Linked DNA regions of Mus musculus: all the other regions are linked to region 2. A link is a contact called in public Hi-C data. All regions are on one chromosome and are shown on one strand. Each heading gives the region's core, a stretch centred on a gene start, on an enhancer-like site or on the middle of the called end of the contact. The rest is flanking DNA. Distances are from core to core; before and after follow the strand shown. Region 1 has its middle 100 kb from the start of Gm41042. Region 2 has its middle 56 kb from the start of Gm36553. Region 3 has its middle 47 kb from the start of Gm41042.

Region 1 (2,700 bases), core at 197-2,696, 550 kb after region 2:
CTATTTTCAGTTTTTAAGAAAGATAATTATAACATTATTTTTATATGAAAAGTCAGGAGTGGCAAGATGGCTCAGTGGGTAAAAGTGCCCGCTGAGCAAGCCTGGTGAGCTGAGTTTATCAAGAGGAAGGAAAGAACTATGTGCATCCCTTTATATGCACATACACACACACACAAACACACACACACACACATACACACACACACACACACACACACACACCTGCCTCTTACCAGCCCCACTACTACCTCCACTCTTGCTGTTCACTTCAAAGTCCCCTTATTCTATTAATTTTTTTACCCTTTAAAATTATTTATTTTATAATTTTGGGCATATTATAATATTCTATGATATTATATTATTATTATATATATTGTTATAATATCCTATGATATTATATTATTATTACATTATATTATATTATATTATAATATCCTATGATATATCTCCCGTGCATTATCCTCTCTTCTCTCCTTTCTCCCTTTCATGAAATACATTCTTCCCAACTTGGCTTCCTACTTTCATGTCTTTTTTCTTATGTGTGACAGGCTGCTTTTAATTAGGTTTCCTGCTTAAAGATGGGTGGACAGAGTTTGCTTGAGATTTTTATCAGTGGCCATAATACAGAGAAATAAGTTTCTCTCTCCCCTATAGTCTTTTTTTTTAATTATCTTTTTTATTAGATATTTTCTTTATTTCCATTTCAAATGTTACCCCCTTTCCTAGTTTCTCCTCTGAAAACCCACATCCTTTCCCCCTTCCTCTGCTCACCAACCCACCCAATCCCTCTTCCTGGCCCAGGCATTCCCCTATACTGGGGCATAGAACCTTCACAGGATCAAGGGCCTCTCCTCCCATTGATGACCGACAAGGCCACCCTCTGCTACATATGCAGCTAGAGACATGAATCCTACCATGTGTTTTCTTTGGTTGATTGTTTAGTCCCAGGGAGCTGTGGAGACACTGGTTAGTTCATATTGTTGTTCCTCCTATGGGGCTGCAAACCTTTTCAGCTCCTTGGGTACTTTCTCTAGCTCCTGCATTGGGGACCATGTGCTCCATCCAATGGATGGTTGTGAGCATCCACCTCTGTATTTGTCAGGCACTGGCAGAGCCTCTCAGGAGACAGCTATATCAGGCTCCTGTCAGCTAGCTCTTGTTGGCATCTGCAATGGTGTCGGGTTTGGTGGTTGTTTGCCATTTTACTCTAGTGCATGCTGAGCACAATAACAAAAGTATGAGTGTGGAGATCACGTTTAACCTTCATGTGTTTAAACTGAACATTGTTAAGATCTAGTGATGTGAAAGCAGTGCATCTACTGCCTTGTTCTCACAACACCACTTCTGTTTGGAAAAAACAGTATTCTATGAATCTTGCTTGTCCTCTGTCAAACTTCATGCCAGTCCCTCCCCAAGACAGTCCAGTACACTCTAATTATTTTAACTGTTGCATAATATTGGTGGAGGAGGTATTTCAGTGTAAAAGTGATGACTTGCCTTTGGGTTCTCATCCAAATGTTTCCTGTTTTATTTTTTTTTCCTCTGTTGCAATATAAACAACATTGCGACAAGCCTTCCCTCATCTATTTCCTTCTGCTTTGTAGCTGTCAGGTTTCTAGTATTTGGACTAAGAGTTTAAAAGGTGGCTGTTTAATTTTAAGTGAGCTTCTTAAGTTGATTTTTTTAGTTTAAGCATAAGTACTATATTTACATCATTTATACCCTTTCTTCTCCTTTCCTTAGATAGAGATTCTGCCAGCTATACACACCTGATACAGGATTAATATCCAGAATAAACCCAATTTAAAAATGGGCTATGGTCTGAACTGAGAGTTCTCAAGAGAAGAAGCAAAAATAGCTAGTAAACATCTCAAAGAAATTCCAACATCCTTCTTAGCAATGGGATAATTACAAATTAAAAGTGTTGTGAGATTTCCTCTTACCCAAGATTGAATGGCTAAGATGAAGACAACAACTGGCACGTGCTCACGAAGCTGAGGAGAGAGGGGAATGAGTCTTTACTCTCTGTTGGTGGGATTGCACGCTAGTGCAGCCACTATGGAAATCAGTGCAGAGAATCTCTCTAAAAGCTAAAAGTAAATCTACTACCGTATGACCTAGCACAGCATGCCTGGGCATATGCCCAAGGCCACGGATGCTGCTCATCCATGTTCACTGCTGCTCTATTCACAGTAGCTAGGGAATGGAAACAACGGAGACATCCTTCAACTGATTAATGGATCATGGAGATGTGGTACACACACTATGGAATACTATTCATCTATTTTAAAAAAATGAAATCAAGAACTTTGGAGAAACATGGATGAAACTGGAAAGTATTCTGAGAGAGGTAACCCAGACCCAGAAAGACGAATGAATGCCACACGCCACATGTTCATCCTTCTTTGTAGCTCCCAGCTCTGAACTTTTGGATTTGAATATATAACATAAGGTAACCGCAGAGGCTAGGAACGTAGACAGGGAACACGGAATGGGAGGGACCGTTTGCTTAATTTTATAAATACTGCCAAGAGGCTTTCAAAAAGACTGACACTGGGGTACAGCTCAGTGACAAAGCATTTGCCTAGCATATGCAATGCCTAGGCTTCAAATCACATACACACACACACACACACAGTCACATACACACCACACCACACATACCACATATATACCACACCACACACATATACACACCAC
Region 2 (2,706 bases), core at 157-2,656:
GTATTGTCATATGATGGATTTAATTATCAATTTACATATGTTGAATCATCTCTCAACCTCTAAGATGAAGCCTATATGAACATAATGGATGCCCTTTTTCATGTGTCCTTGCGTTTGGTTTTCAAATATTTAATTAAAAAGTTTTGTACCTATGTTCATGAGCAAAATTTGTAATTCTCTTTGTTGGGACTTTAAGTGGTTTGGGTGTCAGGGTAACTATGGTCTCAAAAAATGAATTGCATAATGTTCCTTCTGTTTCTATTTTGTGTAATAATTTGAAGAGTATTGGCATTAATAGTTCTAGTTTCAGGTTAGTATAAATCTGAGCTTAAAACCATCTTGGCAATGAACTGATTTTTGTTAGAAAAATTTTAATTACTGATTCTATTTCATTAGGGATTGTAGGTCTTTTATTTTATTTATTTATTTTTGTTGTGTTTGTTTGTTTGTTTTGAGACAGGGTTTCTCTGTATAGCCCTGGCTGTCTGAGAACTCACTCTGTAGACTAGGCTGGCCTGGAGCTCAGAAATCTGTGTAGGTCTTTTTAAATTGCTTATTTAGTCTTGATTTGACTTCACTAAGTGGTATATATTGAGAAAATTATCTTTTTGTTTCTTCCTCTTTTTGTTGTTGTTTTGGTTTTTGAGATAAGGTTTCTCTGCTTAGCTTTGGCTGTTCTGGAGCTTGCTCTGTAGATCAGGTTGGCCTTGAACTCACAGAGATCTACCTGCCTCTGCCTCCAAGGTATGTGACACCACTACCAACACCTCTTTTAATTCTAATTTTGTTAATTTGCATATTCTTCTCCACCTTTATTAATTTGGCTAAGGTTTTGTCAATTTTATTGATTTTTCCCAAAGAAACAACTTTGTTAAATTGTTTTTTCATATTTTCTTGTTGCTTCTATTTTATTGCTTTCAGCCCTGATTATTATTATTATTATTATTACTATTATTATTATTATTTCTTGCCATCTACTTCTTTTGGATGTGATTCCTTCTTTTTGCTCTGGCAATTTCTGGTGTGCTGTTAAGTTACTAGTATTTGGTCTTTCCAATTGTTTTATGAAGGCACTTAGTTGCCCCTTACAGCCACCTCCATTGTGTTTCATAAGTTTGAGTGTGTTCTGTATTCATTTTTATTCAGTTCTAGAAAATCTTTAATTTCTATCTTTACCAATTTTTAATTCGGTAGTGAGTTGTTCAGTTTCTAGTAATTTGTAAGCTTTCTGTTGTTGTTGACATCCAGCTTTAATCCATAGTGGTTAGATAAGATGTAGGAGTCTTTCGGCTTGCTCATATCTGGTGAGATCTGTTTTGTGTTCGAGTAAGTGGTTAGTTTTGGAGACAATTCCACGAGATACTGAGAAAGTACAGGAAGGTACTCTGCATGCTACCAAAAGGGAACTGTAAACACCAAGCCAGCCACAAACCATTTGATTTACAATGGTGTTCTGGCTGCAAATCTGCTAGAGCAATGTTGGCCCGAAGCTTGTGGGAGTAACCAACCAATATCTGATTTGACTTAAGGCCCACTTCACAAGATGGAACCCATACCCAGCTCTCCTTAGCAGACCAACAACCTAAGATTAGATAGCTCAAGGACCTAGGGTAAAATCAAATACAATTGTTCCAAAACAACAACAAAAATATGGCAATAAGAAGACTCCTAATGATATTCTGCTATAGAATCTCATAGATCCAAACATTGGTCAGAGAAGCTTCCTTCTGCAGCAGATGGGAACAATACAAGACCCACAGCCAGACATTATCCAGAAAGTGAAAACTTTGTAGCACTCAGCCCAAAACAGGATGTCTTCATCAAGTCTTTCCCCACAGGGTTCAGGGAACTCAGAGGAAGAGGAGGCAGAAAGAGTTGTAAGAAGAAGAGGGAATGGAGGCCACCAAGAAAACAAGTCAATAAATCAACATGATCAATGCTCATCTGAATTCAGAGACTGAAGCAGCAAGCACAGGGCCTGCACAGGCTTGCACCAGGTCTTCTGAGTATATATTATGGCTTTTCCGTTTAGTGTTTTTATCGGATTCCTGAGTGTGGGCCTCTGTTACTTGTGCCTTCTCTTGAGCTCTTTTTGTTTGTTTGTTTTCTTCAATTCTGATGTGTTAGTTTCTAGTTATATTGCTTATATTATATTAATTCCCTTAGAAGGCGTTTGTTTTCTAATGAGAGGCAGAAAAAGAGTGAATCTAAGATGGAAGGGAAGTGGAAAGGAACTGGGAGGGGAAAACATAATCAGGACATATGTGAGGAAAAAATCTATTTTCAATAAAGAAAAAAAGTTTAGTTAAAAAATAAAAATGACCAGAAATGGGATTTTTTTCCCAGAGCTTCAAAAGAATGTGCAGCCATTAATATCTTGACATCAGCCTAGAGAGAAATGGGCCAGAATTTGAAACTGCAGAACTATAGAATAATAGTATATGTTATCTAAGCTACTATAGTTATTAGTTATGATACTAATAGAAAATAAATGCATTTTCTTATCCCACTAGAGAAATAGATCATATACAAGGTAGTTATTGAAGAAATATAGTACAGCAATTAAAAACAAATGAGCTAAGGTGAAAGATAAAATAGAATGATCAGAGGCCAGAGCACAAGGGGGGCAAGATGCTTCTGTTATCAGGCACAGAATTTGTGTTTAGGAGACATCAGCACTCTGGAAATAGTGTTGATGAGCATCAT
Region 3 (2,763 bases), core at 44-2,543, 700 kb after region 2:
GCAGCAAGTGACAGTCTGTGGCCACTTAGAGATTCACTGAAGGGCAAGAACCTGAGGAGGAAGCCCATGGCTCACACCTGCCTTAGATTAATTGGGCTCTAACCACATTGAGAGGAGGAGCAACAGTGACTTTGAGGAGGGTGAGATGCCAGGAAGGGGCAGAGCAAGGCCAGAATGGTACAAGTCTCTGGCTTATGGAACAGTGCAAGGAAGAGCAGGAAGTTGGGTCTTGGAGAAGGGTGGCTATCAGAAAGAAAAATAATAAAATGGTTGCAATAAATCCTAACAAAAGCCAAAAAAAAGAAAGAAAATGTTGGGCCATTTGTTAGATAAATAGTCTGTGAGGCTGATCCACCTCACTGAGCTGTTGTAAAGATCAGCTAATAAAAAAGAAAGAAGGAAGGAAAGATTCTCAAGGACACTGCAAACATAGAAGAACTGCCCAATAATAACAACATTAATAATGAGGGAGGGCCTAGGAGTGAAACCAATTCAGTCAAGACCAAAGATGTTGAGCAACCAGCATAAGAAATAAAGAAAGCAGACAGGTCAGCTTGGAGGGGCTCCAGGCAAACAAGGGCGCAAATATTTTTTTGCTCTTAATTTTTTACAAGAAGACAAGTTTACAGGGTATAGGGCTATAAATAAATATTGGCCAATAGGCTCTTGCTTTCCCCTGGAGGCAGCTCCCTTTGAAATGACTTCCTGGACCAAGGAATAAGGGAGGTGAAGACTCCTGCTTCCTCCCTGAAGCTCATGGACCAGGACAGGAAGGCTTCCCTCCCTCATCTCCAATGATTTGGAGTTGGAAAAACACACACACACACACACACACACACACACACCCTGGAAGGAATCCAAAGCCATAGTTCATTTCTTTCTTTCATCTCCTGCCTTTGCCAAATGCTGACAATTACAAACAAATGTTTTCTTCACACTCTGCTCATTTGGGTTGCTTGTGTGTGTGTGTGTGTGTGTGTGTGTGTGTGTGTGTGTGTGTGTGACTTGAAAGACACTTTCTAAATCCCCAAGGTGACAGGATTTCCACGTAATGATAATGATTATTTAATGTCATCATCACAATGGGCTGCCTGGGCAAATGAAATGCTAGCTGGGCCTAAAGCGTTCATTCAAGTGAAGTAAATTAACGCTTTCCAGGGTACCAGATTCCCGTCGGGACCCTAAAGAAGGTAATTCATTACCCAGGCATTCTCCACCAGCAACAGTGCTGTCTACCAGCAAATTCTTCAGCTGCTTAAACTGTCAGGCTTCTTGGCCAGCATGGGGAAGTCCAAGAGAGATAAAACTATGCTGAGAAGGCCCAGACGTGGTGGATATTTTTAGTCATCTGAAGACAGTCCAGGGATGATAAGAACCATCATCATAGCCCGGGTGGGAGCAGCCCAGCTTCTCCAGCACTCTCATCACAGAAACCATCGCCTCCGGTCCTCTAATTCCTGAGGTGCACGAAGCAGGTATTATCACAGTCGGTATCTAACTGTGGTGGTACTGTGGGCTGAGATGATTTCATTGGAGATAAGCCTTAATGGCAAGTGAGAAGGTACCGTGGAAAGGTCCCCAAACCAGAACCTTCAAAAGCACTGAGGTGAGGTCTGCAGGTGTAACTCAGTGGTTAGAGCACATGCTTACTATATGCAACAGGCCTGTGCTCATTTCCTAGCAGAGGGTATAGAGGGGCATTGAAGATCTGGGACCATAGGCCATGCAACATAGCTATATATACTATGGCACCTGGATGCAAAAATGTGAAGAGACTTGAGTGTCTCTTGGGTAGCCTAGTTTTAAAATAGTATCTACCAGTCATTTGTTGTTTGTTTGTTTTTTTTAATATCTCTAAGGCCAACATCAAGAAAAATAGAGAGTCACATAAGCATGGATTCCCCAGAATCCAAATTGAAAAGCCAGGCATACTGAAAAAGACAAGCCTAGTCACATTAGCAACTGACAAGCCAACATGGAAAATTCCAAAGGTTTTACACCTAGATGAAGAGCTACAAATGGCCAATGGCTGCTGAAAGGGGAATCAGTTCCCTCCAGGGACAAGCTCCTGCATAGGTTGTCCCATTCTGAGTGGTCAGGCCTGGACACGTGTACATACAAGCAATGGTAAATGGGCATGTGTGTGTATGTAGGTAGGTAAAAAGATAGATAGATAGATAGATAGATAGATAGATAGATAGATAGATAGATAGATAGATAGATAGATAGATAAAAACAGATAACAAGGGGTCATGAATTTGGGGGGTGGGCATGAGAGGAGTTCGAGGAGAGGGAGGGGCAAGAATGTTCAGATCTGAGATTCTAAGAGAGAGAGATATCAAGCTTACAAGGTCAGAAAGGTAAAACAGAATAGCATTTGAGCTTGAAATGAGCTCCTCTTTTGCATTAATACATATATATATATATATATATATATATATATATATATATATATATTATTAAAACCTGTACTTACACTCCATGAATCCTACCTATCCCATCAGCAAGGATTTCAACTCTAAGAAGCAAACAGAGAACAATTCCACTGACCATTTTCTTCTCCACAATTTGTAGGGTATGTTTGTTCATTTGATGAAAGGAAAATAGACTTTCTGCTTCACATAAAAAAAAATATATTCCCCCAGGAGGGAGAATCAATAAGGGCCAGTGATATGCTACAACCGCGCCCCTTCATAGCCTGGAAGGATAGCCTTCAGTTAAATGCATGAAGACCTCAATTGAACTGCCTTAGGTGCTTCTAAA

What was found. Hi-C and Micro-C count contacts between places; a contact is called where the count stands out from the background.
Region 1: a contact with region 2 is called in a Hi-C map of uterus, with 6 times the contacts expected there. The contact joins two enhancer-like sites. A contact is called at or near these places in 4 of 484 Hi-C or Micro-C datasets (liver and uterus) and 1 of 9 other capture datasets (embryonic stem cells).
Region 3: a Hi-C map of uterus shows a contact between it and region 2, with 5 times the contacts expected there. The contact joins two enhancer-like sites. A contact is called at or near these places in 4 of 39 promoter capture datasets (cranial neural crest, frontonasal cranial neural crest, maxillary cranial neural crest and 1 more), 3 of 484 Hi-C or Micro-C datasets (all in uterus) and 1 of 115 datasets of contacts at active chromatin or transcription factors (hepatocytes).

The regions. Positions count from the first base shown.
Region 1 is chr13:101,095,852-101,098,551 of GRCm38.p6, reverse strand. No RefSeq gene overlaps it. Among named protein-coding and RNA genes, the nearest start is that of Gm41042, 100 kb to the right of the region's middle. Within about 2 kb of position 1,446, at least 5 of the 459 cell types and tissues checked have an H3K27ac peak or open chromatin away from gene starts, as enhancers often do. A contact at or near this core is called in uterus, where this site is marked.
Region 2 is chr13:101,644,486-101,647,191 of GRCm38.p6, reverse strand. No RefSeq gene overlaps it. Among named protein-coding and RNA genes, the nearest start is that of Gm36553, 56 kb to the right of the region's middle. Within about 2 kb of position 1,406, at least 2 of the 459 cell types and tissues checked have an H3K27ac peak or open chromatin away from gene starts, as enhancers often do. A contact at or near this core is called in uterus, where this site is marked.
Region 3 is chr13:100,949,016-100,951,778 of GRCm38.p6, reverse strand. No RefSeq gene overlaps it. Among named protein-coding and RNA genes, the nearest start is that of Gm41042, 47 kb to the left of the region's middle. Within about 2 kb of position 1,293, at least 13 of the 459 cell types and tissues checked have an H3K27ac peak or open chromatin away from gene starts, as enhancers often do. A contact at or near this core is called in uterus, where this site is marked.